Linked DNA regions of Hordeum vulgare: region 1 is linked to region 2. The links are chromatin contacts, called in public Hi-C maps. All regions are on one chromosome and are shown on one strand. The core of a region is the stretch at or near the end of the contact, and the rest is flanking DNA. Distances in the headings are between cores, read along the strand shown.

Region 1 (3,256 bases), core at 407-2,906, 540 kb after region 2:
CATGAACATTTTTTGAAATATGAACAAAATTTAAAACACGCGAACATTTTTGTAAAATATGTTTAATATTTATAAATGTTTGGAAAATAAACAAAAAAGAGAAGAGAAAGAAAAAAGAAACAGAAACAAAAAATAACACAAGGAAAAAATAGAAATCCCAGAAAAAAATCGCTTCAGGAAACCCTATAGAAGGTTTCCAAAACCGATAAAAACGACATGAAAGGTTCCCCAAACCAGAAATGTGCTTAGCGCTGTAAATGGGCCTGCCCACTCGCTGGCTCACGCGCACCTCTCCTGTGCGAAGCGTGGACGCAATAGGCGTCATATAGGATTTTCCCTGTAAAATCCCGTGTGGTGGCCATGAACTCTGGGCTTGCTAGGGCCCAGCCGCTGCCTTGACACACAACCCGCGTCCGGAAAGGAAATCAGGCCTGTCTTCCTGTGGGCTTGGGCCTGAACCAGCGTAGCAGCACGTTTGGCATCCCTAGAAAAATTGACATCCCTAAAAAAGAAGCAGCACACCGGCGGAAACAGTTTGGCTGGCGGGAATGAACGGTAGTCTCCCTCTCCGGTGCCGAAGAAGATGAGGTCGGCGTGCCATAACAATCCAGGCCTTGTTCGGTTCCTTCACTTTCGAAGGGGTTTGAAGGAGATTGGAAGAGATTAAATCTTCTGTAAGTCAAATTCCATCTTAATCCCCTTCAGTCATTTTTAATTTTTATGAAAGGGATTAACCGAACAAGCCTCGAGAACAAAACCACGGCACGGTCTCGCCCGCTGCCCCGCTCGTCGCGCGGCGCAAGCTCTACGTGTGGTCGGCGGTTAAGGCACGGCGTTCCATTTATTCGCGCTCTGCAGCTACTCCCGCCAGCCAAGCTCGACACTTTGCTCCGTGACTGGCAGCATCAAACGCAAAGCCTTTGGCGGCGACTGTACCTCAGCCTGCATGCGCACCCACCCGTGCTAGCCCAGTGATCGATCGGCTCTTTGGTTTATGCGGCTATAAGATGTTGAGCTGCAGGAATTTACAACCCCCAAAACAAAACAAAACAAAGCAAAACAAAATCTGCACTTGCCTTCACTTTTGCTTTTCCACGCCGTTGGCTGCTAGGTGAATCTGTGATACCGTTCGCTGTCCACCTCCGAGCAAAAAACTTCTTTGCCTCGCACGAGATACACTGCTTTCCGTATCAGTATCACACATTACCGTCATATAATGACAATCTCATGAGTAAAAGAGAGTACTATAAAAAAGCTGATAAGGGCCGTGAAACCTCTGGTCTAGTACAGTAGTACTCGAGCTATGTGCTGTTTTTTTCTTCCTTTTCAAGGAAAAAAAATATGCTCGAGATTCATTACAAGAGAATATGAATTTAACTTTATGTTTGGCAAAAGGCGTATCATTCATTACGGAATGCAGATCCACAGCCACAAGCATTTCCCAGCCAGCAACAAGATATATACTCGTACATGTCTCTCCGTTCCTCTGTAGCATTTCCATCTCTCCACGCACGGCCCCGGAGAGCAAGGAAAGATGTTGCTAGCTCAATACAGCAAATATTATTATTATTACCCCTCCTAAACACCAGGACGGCCGGTAAAACGGAAGCCGCCTGACAAAGGATACGATCGGCAGGACAAAGGAAACGCGCAGGGATGGCCGGGGACGCGCCGCCGTCGCCGACGGGCGAGGAGCCCTCGCCCGCGTCGGCGCCGCTGCTGCTGCGGCGGAGGGGCTCGTACCAGCGCTGCATGTCGCACGCGCGCGACGAGCTCCGCAGCTTCCGCTCCTGCCTCCGGTGGATGTGCGTCGACCACTCGGACGGCTCCAGCGCCGCGTCCTCGTGGCTCGTCTTCGCCGTCCTCGCGGTGGCCGTCCCGGTGGCCGCCCGCGTCGCCATGCCCCGCCGCTCCTACGACACGCAGGTGCAGCTCTCGCTCACGCTCTCCGCGGCGCTCGCCTACCTCACGCTCACCTCGCTCATCCGCCGCCGCGGCCTGCGCCGGCTGCTCTACCTGGACCGCCTCCGCCACGACTCCCAGGACGTGCGCGCGGGCTACACCGTGCAGCTCGCCGGCTCCTTCCACCTCCTCGCCTGCTTCGTCCTCCCATGCTTCCTCGCCGACGCCGCCTACAAGGTGTTCTGGTACTTCGTGCACCGGCCCTTCCCGGCGTGGTGGTCCGCCGCGGCGTGCGCCATGGAGATGGCGTCGTGGATGTACCGCACGGCCATGTTCTTCATGGCCTGCGTGCTGTTCCGGATCATATGCTACCTGCAGATCCTGCGCATGACGGGCTTCGCGCGCGACTTCGGCCAGTGCGCCGACGTCGCCGCCGTGCTGGGGCAGCACCGACGCATCCGTGACCAGCTCCGGCGGATCAGCCACCGGTACCGAAAGTTCATAATGTACTGCCTCCTCCTCGTCACGGCCAGCCAGTTCTCCGCGCTCCTCGGCGCCACCAGGCCCCACGCGCAGGTCAACATCGCCACCGCCGGCGAGCTCGCGGTAACGTTTCCCCCGGCCGGTGCTGCTGTGCTTGTGCATGCTCGATCGTGTGTTCGTTCCACATATATGTAATCAATTAACTGGTTCTTGCGCGTTCTTCAGCTCTGCTCCCTGAGCCTCGTCGCCGGCCTGCTCATCTGCCTGCACAGCGCCGCAAAGATCACGCACAAGACGCAGGCCATCACCAGCATAGCCGCGGCGTGGCACGCCGACGCCACCATCAACACCGTGGAGCGTGACCAGGAGAACCCCAGGACGCCCAGCAAGTCGTACCTGCAGCTGCAGCAGCTACAGCAGCAGCAGCAGCAGCAGCAGCAGGTGCCCCCATCCCCGGACTCCGACCAATCCGACGACGACGAGATGTCCCCGAGCGAGGACAGCCTCGACACCTCCTCCAAGTTCATGTCTTTCCACGCCACTCACATCTCATACCAGAAGAGGCAGGCGCTAGGTAAGCATGCATACACCACATCGTATCCAATCGCCATTGTAAAGGAGCACTGTAGCTGGTCATGGCGTTTTTAGTGTACCGTATCGTATCGTTTGCGATTTCACTTCGCCATTGTAAAGGAGCACTGTGGCTGATCATGGCGTTTTCATTTTCAGTGACCTACCTGGAGAACAACCGCGCGGGCATCACGGTGTTCGGCTTCGTCGTGGACCGGACGTGGCTCCACGCGCTCTTCATGCTCGAGTTCTCGCTAGTCATGTGGCTGCTGGGGAAGACCATTGGGATATCTTAGAGAAG
Region 2 (3,072 bases), core at 333-2,832:
CGCCGCGACAAGCGCGTGCTCCGCCGCCTCTGCCTGACGTGGCTTCAGGCACTCCCGCCGGAAATGTCCACGCTGGCCACAGTTGTAGCAGCGCCCACGGCCTCCTCGTCGCTTTGTTGCGCCGCCCGACGTCGTGCTGCCCGCGCCGTCATCATCGTGGTCGAAGCCACCGCCGTGCTGACGTCGCCTTGCCGCCCATTGAGCCGCCGTGAGTAGGAGCTGGTCACCGCCACGTCCGCTATTGTCCTGAGCGCGCCGCCTCATTCGCTCCTCGAACGCCTTCAGCCGACCGAGCGCCTCCTCGAACGGCATCTTGTCGACGTCGCAGAACTGCTCAAATCCGGCCACCGCTGCGTACAGCCGGTCCGGCGCAGTGTCGAGCAGTTTCTTCACCATTGCCGCGTCGTCAAGCGTCGCTCCGAGGGCCGCATACCTTGCTGCCATGCCGCTGATCCTTCCGGCGTACGCGTCCAGCTCGTCGCCGTCCTTCATGCGCAGGCGATCGAACTCACCACGGAGAGTGGAGAGCCGCGCCGCCCTCACCCGGTCCGCACCGACGAACCGCGTCTTCAGGCTCGCCCATAGCTCCGCCGCCGTCTTCTTCGATGACACCTGCAGCAGGATGTCTTCGGAGAGCGCTCCGAGGAGGTATGCCCTCGCCGGCTTGTCCTTCTTCGCGATGACCGCCGCCGCCGAGTCCTCCGCCGGAACCACCGCTTCCCACAACCCTTGCGCGTCGAGGTTGGCCTCCACCTTGATCGCCCACACGGTATAGTTGTCACCGGTGAGCATCGGCACGGGGAGCGACAACGTGCTCCCTCCGGCGCCGTACGGGACGATGGACATGGTCGACGTAGTGGATCGCAACGAAGCTCTGTATACCAAATGTTGGGACTGCTCTCTCACTCTTGGCCTGGACGAAGGAAGAAGAAGAAGAGCGAGTTGAACACTGAACACAGGAAATTTTCCGCCGACCAACGGCCGGCTGCACGTACAGCCTTTTACTCAAGAGCTCTAACTCCCCCCTCAAAGCAACCAGAGTTACAACTTAAATAGCTGACCTACACGTACAGCCCGAGCCACAAACTCCACGACTCGCATGCGTGCACACTAACCTTGCCGTCACATCCGACTGCTAACCACGCACGCACTAACTAATCGGTCTCTGGCTAACTAATCCACCCATGCATGCATTAACAACCTACATGCACGGCCACAACCGCCACTTGTGCATGCACGACTAACATCACTTGCTCGATTCCGTTGCGGCCAAGCGCACGACGTGCTCACACTAGTCTACTATGACTTGGCCTTCCAACAGATCGCCAATGGCTGCAGCGGACTCAGATGCACACACACCATCGCAACACATGTACGCACTGTCATGACCCAGCTCGTGGAACCGACCTGACGCACCGACGCCGACCGCACCGCTACGAACCCGACCTAGCACACCGACGCTTGTCGCACCGTGCTTCGTCACGACTTATTTCCAACATTGATTCAAGGACTGGATCTGTGCCATACAGCAATGAAGTGGTTCTCCATTTTCCACGTATTCAGGCACATCAACGTAAACAACCACTAATGCAAAGGGAAGTAAGTAGCATGTGATTTCCTATTTTCCATTGCGTTGGAACTAGCGGCCACTCGCCATCCGTGCAGCGCAGCCGCTGAAACGGCCAAAGCTATTTACGATGCGGTGGGCAGCCGATTCGGCGGCTGCGAGCACTCCTCCTAGCTTGGCTTCTTGAGGACGGCGAGCGGTGTGCAGCCCATTGCCCGGCCATCTTTGGCACCATCGCTGCCGTCTCCGACCTCCGTGGTCGTCGACGTCGAGTCGCTACCTATCACGCACTCGCCTTCGTGTTAGTGTCGACTAGGGCCTCCGTCCTAAGCTTTGGCTTCCGCGTGAGCGGCTCCTCTAGCACCGCCGCGGTCCGCCTTCGCTGTGAAGCGCTCACCACTGCCTCATGTCCCTCGCCGTCCTGGTGGCTAGCCCACCGTCGAGCGGCCACTCCGACCGCGCTGGCACATGGAGCCCAGCGACGCTCGGGCTCGCGAACAGCGCCTTCAAAGTTGTTGCGCCTGGCATACACCTCCATGGTGGCTCCTCCTCTGTGGATGAGCGCGGCGGGATATTTTCTCATCTCCGGTGATGCGGCCATCCGGCCGGCGCTGGCGTCGCCTCCTGCCTCGATGTGCATTTGGGATAGAAAGCTACTGGATTTCTTTAGTCGCTCTCTCTCTTATCCGACTAGTTGACCACACTAGTGCTTAAATTTCTGTAAATATATTGAGTACTATGTATTCCATATAATATGTTGATGTAATATATCTTCATGTTTCTTACATGTTGAGACTAATTACATCTATTATTTGCAATTGAGATTTTTACCCCTCGTGAAGATAAATTCAATACCTCTAAAGTATAGATTTACAATTGAGAATTTTCTTCTCTCGCAAAACAACATCATTGCGACTGAGATTATTTATTTTTTCTTACAAAATATTAATTTATTTTGCTGAATTATCTTGCAACTAGATACAAGATCATCTCATTTAATTTAGAGGTCCATATAATTCAAGTTTTTCACTTGAATATCAAGTCTCCAACATCATTACTATTCATTATAATAATAGTGTATTTGTGTTGAGTACTATGTATTCCGGAATGTATGTATCTTCATGTTCGCTACATGTCGAGATTAATACGTCTATTTGCAATTGAGATTTTCAATTTCTTGCAAAGACAGATGCAAAATTCAAAGTGATTTCTTTAAATTGATGCTTGGGATTACAAGGTAGTCATATGGATCTAGTGCCTACGCAGATTATCGATGACTACTCATAAAGCCTACATTTTGTCTTCGACATTATGATTGCTTTACAAAGTGCTCTCCCACACATTTTTTCTAAGTCATGACATAAGGCATTACGAGTGAGTATCTACTTATTTCATCACATTATACTCCCTAGTGCTCAGAGATCCACTCCATTTTAAAAATTATCTCCAAGGTGTCATATTTAGCAATTTCAGATTCACACTAATGGTTTCAAGATAACTTCTTA

Evidence for each region. Hi-C and Micro-C count contacts between places; a contact is called where the count stands out from the background.
Region 1: a Hi-C map of leaf shows a contact between it and region 2, with 3 times the contacts expected there. The contact joins the promoter of LOC123428525 here to the enhancer-like site in region 2. A contact is called at or near these places in 2 of 6 Hi-C or Micro-C datasets (leaf and seedling).

The regions. Positions count from the first base shown.
Region 1 is chr2H:501,039,577-501,042,832 of MorexV3_pseudomolecules_assembly, forward strand. LOC123428525 reads left to right here and starts at 1,657. Exons shown (of 3, transcript XM_045112750.1): 1 at 1,657-2,508; 2 at 2,611-2,959; 3 at 3,115-3,256. The coding sequence starts at 1,657. The coding sequence ends at 3,251.
Region 2 is chr2H:500,499,234-500,502,305 of MorexV3_pseudomolecules_assembly, forward strand. No RefSeq gene overlaps it. Among protein-coding and RNA genes, the nearest start is that of LOC123433634, 6.2 kb to the right of the region's middle. Within about 2 kb of position 1,583, at least 1 of the 3 cell types and tissues checked has open chromatin away from gene starts, as enhancers often do. A contact at or near this core is called in leaf, where this site is marked.